4 separate regions of the Mus musculus genome follow, and regions 2, 3 and 4 are each linked to region 1. The links are chromatin contacts, called in public HiCAR-type and promoter capture Hi-C maps. All regions are on one chromosome and are shown on one strand. The core of a region is the stretch at or near the end of the contact, and the rest is flanking DNA. Distances in the headings are between cores, read along the strand shown.

Region 1 (2,601 bases), core at 27-2,526:
TAAAGTTCTGAGACTTCTGTCTTCACACAGCAAAACCACGCTCTGAAGAAGACAAAACTCTCTGTAGACCTGATACCTGACTGTCCCCTTGTAAGAACCACCTGGAACCACAGCCCTGTATGTAAAATGGTTAAACTATAGCCAACTAAGGCTGTTTCCATAAAAGGAAACCTCAAAAGGGAAGAAGAAAAATCACATTGGGGGAAAATGCTATAGAGCAGGCCTTTTCTTCTCTAAGGGGGTCAAAGGCTTAGATCTCTTTCCCAACACTCACTTTGGGGTGCATCTTGCAGCCATTAAAACACTTATTTTCCCCTAAGCCCCACTTCATCCACGACACTCAGGAGAGTATCCGTTACCTCTTTGACCAGTATCTGGAATAGTACCCACCTGGCCATCCTCTCATTTTTTTGCCTGGTACTCCATTGGGAATAAAAGATCTGTGAAGCAGGCACTAGTGGCATAACCGTGCAGTCCCTCCCAGCTCTCCGGAGGTGAGGCAGAGGGATCAGGAGTTCAAGCTCAGCCTTAGCTGCACAGTGCAGTTGAGGACAGCCTGGGCTACAGGTAACCTTGTCTCAAAAACAAAACAACAAAATCCTATGAATTTAAAAAAAAAAATTAGCCCTCTGATTTAGGACTTGGAAACGTGTGGCAAGATTGGCTAATGTCTGTTTAATAAAGGCCATAAAACTACATAAAAAGCTAGCAATGAATGTGTGCTAGAACTGTGATAATTCAGATTTCTGCTCACGTGCGCATTTTCATATATGTGGTGCATTCTTTTAAATCCAGACAGACTCACGCGACCTAAACTAATTTGAAATGTAGACAGCGCTTCAATCCGCTTGGTTTCTCTGAGGAAATAAACTCGCGAAACAAACCTCCTTTAAGCGGAGACTCTTAGGGAGGACACTGGGCGCGCACGCCCTCTCTTATAAAAATGTATTCTTGTCGCTATTTGATTGGTTGGCTCCTCCAGGTCTCCCTAGCTCATTGATCTATGTTTCAGTCGATCATTTCTAGACCCTAGCACCCTATTGGTCCATTGCGACGCTCCGGCAGGAGGCGTTCCCCAGTGACGTAAAAGACCCTCTCCGCCCACATTCCGAGGACTAGGCGGAGACTTCGCGCGACTCTCCCTCTGGGGGAGGGACATGGATGAGAAAGGGACTTTTGATACGGTATAGATGGCAAGACGGGCGTTCGATTGGTCACTGGCCTGGAAGGAGGTGGGGTCGCCTCTGGATCCAGGGGCAGAGCTCAAGAGCCCAAGGGAGTCTCAAAGTTTGTCTGGAGCCCTAGTGGGGAGTGGGCTTGTTGCGCGAGGACTTTCTTGGGATGAGCGCTGCCTTTTTGCCTTCCTTTTGGATGCACAGCCCGATTTAACCCCTGCACCTTCCGCCCGATCCCAGCAGGCTTGTCCTCCCCGGGGAGTCACAGATTTCCGAGGACAAGGGTCGCGTAGCCTTCGGCAGGGCTCTCCCGAGTTCCTGCTCCAGTGCATAAGTTCCACGCGCGCACACGCCAAGTACACGGGGAGAAGCGTCTCACCGGCCCGCGGCGGCTCTGCGCGGTCCCCTCCTGCCTCAGCATCCTCGGCCCTGCGCGGCGCCCACCGCCATGGAGGTGCTGGAGAGCGGGGAGCAGAGCGTCCTGCAGTGGGACCGCAAGCTGAGCGAGCTGTCAGAGCCCGGAGAGACTGAGGCCCTCATGTACCACACGGTGAGGACCCGTGGTCCGGGCAAAGGGAGTCGGGGGTGAGGAGAAAAGCGGGTTTTGTCACCAGCTGGGTCCTGGGAGGCAGCGTTTGGGGAAGGGCATGACTATATTAAGAGGTCTGGGGATGGGAGTTTTCTTCTATGAACACATTAAGGTGCACAGCTGGAGCCTTTAAACTTTCTTCCGAATAAGTGACCCTTTGTATTCCAAAGCAGTTTATAGTGTTTTCCTGTCGGTAGCTCCATTTCCTATTGCTAACGGTACAGCAATGCTGGGAAGCGACGTGTTTTGAGAATAATACCTCCGCCCAGTTATATTGATTTTTTTTTTAAAATGGTAAGGTTTGTAAAAAAACACACACAATACACACACATCCAAAATTTGGACAAGCTAATGTAGTATAGTCATCCCATATGTTTTTTGTCCCCATCCCATCCAGTTTCTTTACTTTCTTGTTTATAGCTTTAAAATGTTCGTGTTAAAAGCCTTCCTTCACCGCACGGGAAGGCGGCCGCCTCACTTGGCTGCTTCATCTGCACAGCCTCGAACTGCTTCCTCCCTTTTTCAGGGGAAAATCTGAGGCAACTGCATGTTTCAGAGAGGCTCTGGGGGAGAGGTAGGACAGCTCACCAGTTCCTTCCCCGCAGAGACCTCTTTGGAGACTCAACTGTCAGAAGCGTGAATCATTTAAAGATGTCACTTTCAGCTTTTTGCAAGAGAAAATCTTGTTTGTGATAGCCAGTGCTGGTAATGTGGCTTTGTTCAGAACTCTTAGAAGTTGAGAGGGAGGGGTGGGGGTGGGGGGCACTGAGGGACTGCTGAGGGACTGAGGTAAGGACAGGCTTGGCTGCATTTCTGTCTTAGTGCTGTTAATGGGGT
Region 2 (2,601 bases), core at 57-2,556, 1.1 Mb before region 1:
AGTGGGCATCAAATATCCAAAATGATTCTGTTTTCAGCACAGGTAAAATTTGCCAATATTTACTGAAGTCTCTAATACGTGGTCTAACAAAATGGAGGTCTCTCGGTGGGAAAAAAAAATAGGCCTAAACACTTCTACAAAATGGGGCCAAACACACCCACTTTAAGAAACCATGGTTTGGGTCAGATTTTCCACACACACGAAAAAAAAAAGTTGATTCTGTAAGGGCTCGACGAAGCGTCCCTGGAACTGGGGGTTAGTAGTGGTTTCGTTAAGACCAGGGAGGGAGGGGATGTTTCTCTCCACACTCTAGAGGACGGCGGCGAGGGGTGATCCGAAAGCCCAGAGGAAAGGAGCTGGAGCTGGGGGTGGAGACCTGAGCGCCCCGCCGGTCCCTGATCAATAGTCAAACTGACCGCCCCACTACTCCAAGACAGACTTGGGCTCTCCCAACCCCGCCAAGTCAACAGCAAAAGGCACAAACTCCCCTTTCTGCTCCCAGGCCCCGCCTCGCCGCATTGGCAGCAGTTCCCGCCAATCCGCACGGTCACCGCCCCCAAGACCGCCTGCCAAGCCCTGATTGGACTGGAAGAGAGACGGGGGGGACCTCGCGCTACCAATCTGGGAACCCCTTACTCGGCCGCACGCGCGCGCCCAAGTGCTCCCTCGGAGGCCTCCCCCTCCCCAGGCACGGCCCCTCCCCCACCCCCAGGGCTCTGGCAGCGACTTACCGTCCCGAGAGGTGCCCATTAACTGGTCCAGCATAGCGCGCATCTGGGCCTGCGCCGACATGGCGGCGGCGTAGCGGGCGGGCGGTCGGGCGGGCAGGCAGGCGGGGGTGGGGCACCGGCCGGGCCCTGGCGGGCGGGGGACGAGGGGAAGGGGTGGGGGAGGTGCGGCGCTGTCTCGGTGGCCGCCGCGGCCTCGAGGCCCGCGAGTAGGGAGTCGGAGGGGTCGTGGAGAGTCCGGGCTGCGCTCCTCACGACGGCGTGAACGCGGAAAATGGCAGCCCCCCTAGAGAGTGAGCCCTGGTGCCCTCACTCTCCGTCCGGTTCCTGAGACAGACGCGACACAGGCTAAGCCGACTCTCGCCTCCTCCCGACACCAACACCCGCCAGAAGCCGTCAACCCCCCCCCCCAGCAAGCGAGCTCTGACGCGGCTCGCAGCCGCCGCGACGGGAGCGCGCACGCAGCTCGCGCCTAGTCGTTTCCCGTGGGGGTTCGGCCAATCGCCATCCACGTCGCTGCGCTCCGCCCTGCCCCTCCTACGAAGGGTCCCACCCTAACGGCTCCCGAGCGCGTTCACGTCTGCTCACCCCGCCCCTCTCGGAGGCTGAGTCTCGCGAGAATGATGCTCTTTTTTTTTTTTTTTTTTTTTTTTTTTTTAGCCTACTCCGAAGCCTCTTCGGCCCCGGGCGTCTAAGCAGCAGGTCACTTAGGCCTTTGCTGTTTGCCGCCCTGGCGTCCAGCCGCAAATTAGCCAGTGCCGAGCTTAGAGCGAGTCGCAGTAAGTAGTGCGACAGAAGTTCTCAGGGTTAGTGCTTTCCCGACGGATGCTGGCGGAATCGCAAGCCCGTGGGAGCCCCGAGCCCGAGCGGAGGACACCTAACCTTATCCTCAGGCCACTGCCCCTCATCAGTGCCCGAGTTCGGGACATGTCAGGTTCAGGAAAAAGAAAAAGCAAACAAACCGCGAAATCAACACAGTGGAAATCAGGCCTCCCGACCCCTTCTGCTACGTTTAGGACAGCTGGAAGCTGCTAGTCTGAATTCGGAGCTGGGCAAAGTGAGAGCTTGGGACAGGCCATAATGCAGAGCAGCGTTTCCGTGGGGTTCTTGGCTGACTGTCGCCCTGCACTCCCACGCCCTGCTGACTGCGACCTTCCAACCGTAGTTGATTTCTTAATCTCAAGGCTGGTGGGGCTGAGGCCAGAGTGAGCCAACGGGAAATACTTAGGCCACGGCTGCTTACCGGTTTTCGAAAAGGAAAAAAAAACTGGCGAGTCTTTTAAGCTGAAACGTCGCAACTTTAGATAATAACTGGGAAATTATGGATATTTTTTGCCGTTTCATTATAATTGCCCATGCATTGAGGAACTAAAACTTCAAACTAGCGCCAGCTTCATATTAAAATCATATGAAAGAATCATCACAATTCCAAGGTTTAACTAGGCACTGAGCCGATGCAAATTACGTTATCTAGTCAGCAACTTGCCAAAAAAAAAAAAAAACACAATTATTCAGAGTACTGTTTTTGAGACAGGGTGTCAATGTTATGAGAAAAATAGCCTTAAAAAGTGAGAATACCGGAGACTCAGCATAGGTTAGGAATGGAGACATTTTTCACCTCTGCAGAAGTTAGGCATCACCCTGACACAAAAGACAAACTGAGCTGCCAACTTAGCATAAAACTGTTTAGTTGTTGTTTGGGTTTTTGTTTGTTTTTTTAATTACATGTCGTCTCTCTCCACTTTTTCTTCCCAACTTTTGGTTTTTTCGAGACAGGGTTTCTCTGTGTAGCCTGGAACTCACTCTGTAGACCAGGCTGGCCTCGAACTCAGAAATCCACCTGCCTCTGCCTCCCAAGTGCTGGGATTAAAGG
Region 3 (2,601 bases), core at 54-2,553, 1.1 Mb before region 1:
ATATTTGGCCCTAGTTCTTAATACACAGTACCTAACATAACTTTTTAAAAGATAAGTGAATTTTAGTTCTAAAGTTTTGCAATGCTCAAATTCTGTAGTTAAGATAATTGCTCAAGAACTTAAGTTTCCATTCCCCTAAATTGTAGCCATGCTTGATCAAGCAGAACTGGGCAGGTGACTGTCCCCGAGCCTTAGTGTTTGTATTTGATCTTGTCCAAAAGGCAGAGAATTGAGCATTACCACATTTGGAAAATTAACCATCTTCCATTCCTTTCTAAGAGGAATATGAACTGTGGATTTCACAATGGCACTTCCCAAGGATAGCATTCTGTATGTTTATGTTTGTTACACCAGTAAAACATGTCATGTATCCTGTCATGCAGAAGGCTAAAGATGTGACATCTCCATAGAATATAAGATATTGCTTTCCTCAGTGGTGAAAGGCTAGTACTAAATAAAACAGTACCACTCTTCAACTCTTGAATATTCCCCACTAAATTGCCTTAAAAATTGCATTTGCCTGGCCCATGCCTTTAATCCCCACACTCAGGAGAAAAGGGCAATCAGATGTGAGTTCAAGGTCAATCTGGTCTAAACAGCAAATTCCAGGTCAGCCAGAGTAATGCTGAAATTCTGTATCTTCATTCCCCACCAACACGCAAGCAAGCAAAAGCACGCGCGCGAGCAGGCGCGCGCACACACACCTACACACACACACACACACACACCCGTCAAATCACAAAAACACTGCTTCCTATTAAAACTTTAATGTAGAAAGGATGAGGAGAGGGGATGCTTGTACCCTTACGCCTTTAAGTCTTACGACCCCTAGGACCCACTTCACACAACGCCCGCTCCTTACTCCATTCCACACCCCATGCACCAGACAAACCAATGAAATCGTCAGAGACAGCTCCACCCCGGTGGGTGGCAGATACGAAGTCCCTAGGAAGGTGCGCCCCACGCGGCTTCTGGGCCAGTAGGGGATTTCAGACCGCAGGTTAGCCGAAGGGCTGGAGTCTGTGGTGAGACCCGCAGGTGGAGGACAGGGTGACTCAGACACGTTTGTCCTGAGACCCTCTATCACCTGCGCAGACCGCCCCCTCATCCGCCCTCCCGCGACCTGGAGCCCACCCAGCCGCGGATGCCGTACCCGATGTGCTCGGAAAGCCTTAACGAGGTACCGGTAGGCCGCTGTGTCGCGATATGGCCGCCCGGTGGCCGCGTTCAGGTAGCGCAGCTCCCTCAGAAGGCCCCGCAGAGTGCGCGCCGGGGACCCCAGGGCCGCCATTTTTCTGTCCTTGGAGAGCCTGGTCCCTCACTGCCTCGGGCGAGGTGTTCCCCCGCCCACTCCGCCCCACAGCGCCCTCTACCGACCACCCTTGGAGGGAAACGCGAGTGACAGGCACCTCAGGGGACCAGGAGAGCAAGGGAAGGTGCCGAATCCTCTCGGCCCTTCTGACTGCGTCCCTTTGGACTGCCGTAAGCTGATGGCCGCCGAGTCTCTGAGGAAAGGTGTCTGGCAGGAGAGTATGTGGATGTCTGGACATAGGTCACGCCAAAAAGATCTTACTGTTTCTACCAGGGATGTCAAAATTAAACGTACCGACCTCCAACTTTATGGTCCCCGCAGCCTAGGAGAAGAAAATGAACTCATACCCTGGTATGGCAAACTGCAGCCCCTTTACTAGTAAAGCCTCACATCCAGTTCTCTAGTTTTGTTTTGTTTTTCTGTTTGTTTATTGTTGTTTTTCGAGACATGGATTCTCGGTATAGCCCTGGCTGTCCTGGAACTCACTCTGTAGACCAGGCTGGCCTCGAAATCCGCCTGCCTCTGCCTCCCGAGTGCTGGGATTAAAGGCGTGCGCCATCACGCCTGGCTTTTTTTTTTTTCGTTTTGTTTTTTTTGTTTGATTGTTTTTCCCCGCAGTTCTCTAGTTTTAAAACAAGATGGCCGGGCGTTGTGGCACACGCCTTCACTGCCTGCAGAAGCAGGCGGATCTCACAGCTCATAGACCATTATGGTCTGCAGTTTGTTCTAACCCAGCCAGAACTAGGTAGAGAGACCTTGTCTCTAAATACATAAAATAAACAGTAAGTTTGACTCGCAATAATCATCTAATTAGATGATGTTAAAATAGATAAAAAAAAAAAACGAACCACCCCAGATGGGACTCGAACCCACAATCCCTGGCTTAGGAGGCCAATGCCTTATCCATTAGGCCACTGGGGCTTCTTCTACTGATGTCCTCAAACACCATAATCAAGTTATTTCCTGTTTCGTACGTCATCACTTAAATTTATTGTTTTTACCCTATCACAGAGAACCAAACTCAGCCTCAGTGTGAAACGGATGCCTGCTGGGAAATGTAGTTTAGATGCCAAGAGTCAACCGCTTCACCCTGCAAACAGTGGATGCCACGAAGCCGAACGGGCTCCCGCTTTTGCTTACGTGTTCGTGTTTCTGTGCGTAGTAGCTCTGCGCCTGCGCAAAAGTGGGCCCGGGAGACGTCAGAGCCAAACGGGCTGCGGAAACCAGTTCCTCGAGCCTCCCTCTGGTCCTATTCTTTGTCAGATTGTAACAGGAAAAGCCAAGCCCCT
Region 4 (2,601 bases), core at 30-2,529, 1.1 Mb after region 1:
CAACCTTGTTCCCCTGCCAAGGTCCGGGAACAACAGCACTAAACCTGTCGTCCTCACCAGAAGGCTCTCTCCCAAGGCGGAGTCAGGGGACAGCGTGGAGTGGTGGCGAGAGGGGCCTCCACCCTAAATGCAATGTGCCCAGACCCTAGGGTATAAGGGGAGCTTAAGGGGGATGGGTGAGCGGCAGGAGAGACTGAGCTCTACTTGCCTTTCCCACGGCAGCATCTGGAGTTGGGGGGCGGGGGGATGAAGAGGACCAGAGTGTGGTAGCGAGGGTGAGGGGGTGCCAAGCTCAAAGACAGCCATACTGGAGTATCGGCGCTCACAGGCTGCTTTTTGCCACATTCCACTGGACTTAGCTATCCCAATGGTTTCCCCCGCCCCAGCTTTGAAACCCCTCCTTCTTTCAGACCCGCCAAGGTACGTGTCCTCTCCAGCAAGCCCCAGATGCCAAAGTTTCCATTGGAAAACCTGCACGTGTCAGGGACCACCAAACAATTCTTGCAAACCCAGACCCTCTGCGGCCAGGGTCGGGTGATGGGGAGGAGCTGCGAGGTACCAGGGCCCTTGATATGGACAATTAGAGAACCATGGTATAGCAGAGTCTTTACCTGTCACTGACTTAGTCGCCCGGGGCTGCGATCTGGTGGAGTCTGGCTGGAGCGAGGAGCCTTTGGCGGGCTCAGGTTGGACCGGTTTGGGAGCGAGCGGCACAGCTCGGAGTCCTCAGCTGGTTGCCCGCTTGCCTTCTCCCTGGATCTTGCGAGAGAAAAGCGAAAGATTAGTTGTCGCCACCGCACTTAGACGGGTGGGGCAAGGGAGGCGGGGAGACTGCGGACCCCAAGGCTCAGAGAAGGCTGCGGGGCATTTCACATGGGTCGTATCACTCGGCTAATCTGGGACCCCAATTAGACAATTCGGACTGGAGTTAAATTACATCTGTCTGCCGCCTTGAGCATCACACCCCCAAAACACAGGCAAATAAGACTTTCAAACCTGGCTTTCAGGAAGATGACAGTTAACACCGAAACAGAAAGGAGACCTGGGTGTGGAGAAGAGCTGGGCGGGCTTCATTTCTTCACCCTAGTGCCGGGGAAGTAGTAATTAGTGTCTGGGAGCTGCGCTCCTCCACTTCTCCCAGTGCCTCTGGCGATTTCCAAGTGGGATCTGCGACTTCAGGGCTCTGGCCAAGCCCGCAGGCTGGCGTGTGCGTGTGTGCGTGTGTGCGAATGAGTGTGTCTGTGCCCCCGCGTGCCTGCTCCCGGGAACTGGTCTCCTCGCCCTCACCCGCTGTGTGTAGCAGCAGAGCGAGAGTGGTGCCTCTATTTGTGCGTTTGTGTTCGATTAGCTGCAATGGGCGGACAGTTTCTGGAGAGAGCATTTACAATTTTCTTTCGTTCTGACAGGATTAGTTGCCGTTGAAGGGGGCTCCGCCAATGAAATCTTCTCTGCGCTCTGATTTGGCGGTTCTTCGGTGCAAATATGACAGCTTTCTCTCTCAGCTCTTTTCTGCATCTCTCCATGTCCGACCCCGGAGCCCAGTTCTCGGTCTGCAATTTCTACACCACAACCTTTGCAATCACCACCACCACCACCCCTAGGTCCCATGTCAGCAGGTGCCAGGTTGCTACAAAGGTGACAGGGCACATTGGGAAGAAGGCTTGTTGATTGCAGAAGATACTTATGCCCCGTGTTTCCAGGTGGGGAAATGTTAGAATAAATGTACTTTGTACTAAATATATAGTCATGGAGAATTGTTCAGATTGTTTATTTCTTTCTTTGATGCTAACTAATGTATTAGAAAGAAACAGATATTTATCTGTCTTTGCTGTTTTTTTTTCTTTCTTCCCAAACAGGTCGATGCCTGTGTGTTCCATCAGTTAATGGGGAGTAGTAGTTAAGAGAGTGTACTAGTGAGGTGTTGGTGAGGTGGGATTTTGCTGTCTATCGAGGAAAATAAAAGATGTGAACTTCCTGTGTTCAGAGCATGGACTAATTTTTGCCTTCATTTATTTTAATGAGAAATTCTTTCCCAGATTTATACCCATTGTTTGAAAGTATGGAACTTATTTGATAATATCATAATGTGATTATTCTAAGGTGTCGTTGAGGACAATTGCTCTTGATGATGTATATTGTATCTGATGACATAAATATGTGCTACCGAATGAGGCTTTCATTGCCAAATAGAATTAAAGAAGGAGTCATTGGAACCTTAAACTAAGTAACAAAGAACAGGACCTATCTCTTTTTTGATCGCAGAGACAGAGAAATTGCTATTTATTATGCTCAATGGAATTCAGCTCAGTTCGTGTTGCCCTGTCCTTGGCTGGGTGTTAAAGAGCACACAGAATAATGAAACCACGGTTCCTTTTCTTTCTGAGTTTCTCATCTTTGAGAATAAATACCCACATGAAGCTCTTGTAGAGAGGCTGACCATCAACACTATAAATTATACACTAATATAAATTCATTGGTGAATGAAAATCCTACAGCTATGCCTAAGTAGGACTGACACAGATTCAATTTTGCTGGATAAAAGCCATCCTGGTGTAAAGGATGGTAAGGGTATGTCGTTGCCCTCTGAGTCCCACGCAGGCA

Evidence for each region. Promoter capture Hi-C pulls out the DNA fragments that hold promoters and counts their contacts. HiCAR-type assays count read pairs that join an accessible place to other places. Capture Hi-C pulls out chosen DNA fragments and counts their contacts.
Region 2: a promoter capture Hi-C map of adipose tissue shows a contact between it and region 1, with 2.5 times the contacts expected there. The contact joins the promoter of Luc7l2 here to the promoter of Creb3l2 in region 1. A contact is called at or near these places in 1 of 39 promoter capture datasets (pre-B cells), 1 of 484 Hi-C or Micro-C datasets (embryonic stem cells) and 1 of 9 other capture datasets (adipose tissue).
Region 3: a promoter capture Hi-C map of embryonic stem cells shows a contact between it and region 1, with 2.7 times the contacts expected there. The contact joins the promoter of Fmc1 here to the promoter of Creb3l2 in region 1. A contact is called at or near these places in 4 of 39 promoter capture datasets (the 3T3-L1 cell line, 3T3-L1-derived adipocytes and embryonic stem cells), 1 of 15 datasets of contacts at CTCF or cohesin (pro-B cells), 2 of 484 Hi-C or Micro-C datasets (CD4 T cells and regulatory T cells) and 1 of 115 datasets of contacts at active chromatin or transcription factors (pro-B cells).
Region 4: a HiCAR-type map of astrocytes shows a contact between it and region 1, with 3 times the contacts expected there. The contact joins the promoter of Chrm2 here to the promoter of Creb3l2 in region 1. A contact is called at or near these places in 2 of 39 promoter capture datasets (hippocampal neurons and stem cell-derived epiblast-like cells) and 1 of 115 datasets of contacts at active chromatin or transcription factors (astrocytes).

The regions. Positions count from the first base shown.
Region 1 is chr6:37,440,823-37,443,423 of GRCm38.p6, reverse strand. Creb3l2 (cAMP responsive element binding protein 3-like 2) reads left to right here and starts at 1,276. Exons shown (of 12, transcript NM_178661.4): 1 at 1,276-1,725. The coding sequence starts at 1,624. Gm33318 (predicted gene, 33318) reads right to left here and starts at 914. Exons shown (of 3, transcript NR_166917.1): 1 at 391-914.
Region 2 is chr6:38,550,039-38,552,639 of GRCm38.p6, reverse strand. Luc7l2 (LUC7-like 2 (S. cerevisiae)) reads right to left here and starts at 1,306. Exons shown (of 10, transcript NM_138680.3): 1 at 732-1,306. The coding sequence starts at 792.
Region 3 is chr6:38,533,563-38,536,163 of GRCm38.p6, reverse strand. It overlaps Fmc1 (formation of mitochondrial complex V assembly factor 1), which reads right to left and starts at 1,303. Exons shown (of 2, transcript NM_025363.3): 1 at 1,154-1,303. The coding sequence starts at 1,291. n-TRcct1 (a tRNA gene) reads right to left here and starts at 2,233; the gene lies at 2,161-2,233.
Region 4 is chr6:36,386,762-36,389,362 of GRCm38.p6, reverse strand. Chrm2 (cholinergic receptor, muscarinic 2, cardiac) reads right to left here and starts at 1,279. Exons shown (of 3, transcript NM_203491.3): 1 at 997-1,279; 2 at 612-759. 9330158H04Rik (RIKEN cDNA 9330158H04 gene) reads left to right here and starts at 1,129. Exons shown (of 6, transcript NR_015589.1): 1 at 1,129-1,207; 2 at 1,407-1,700.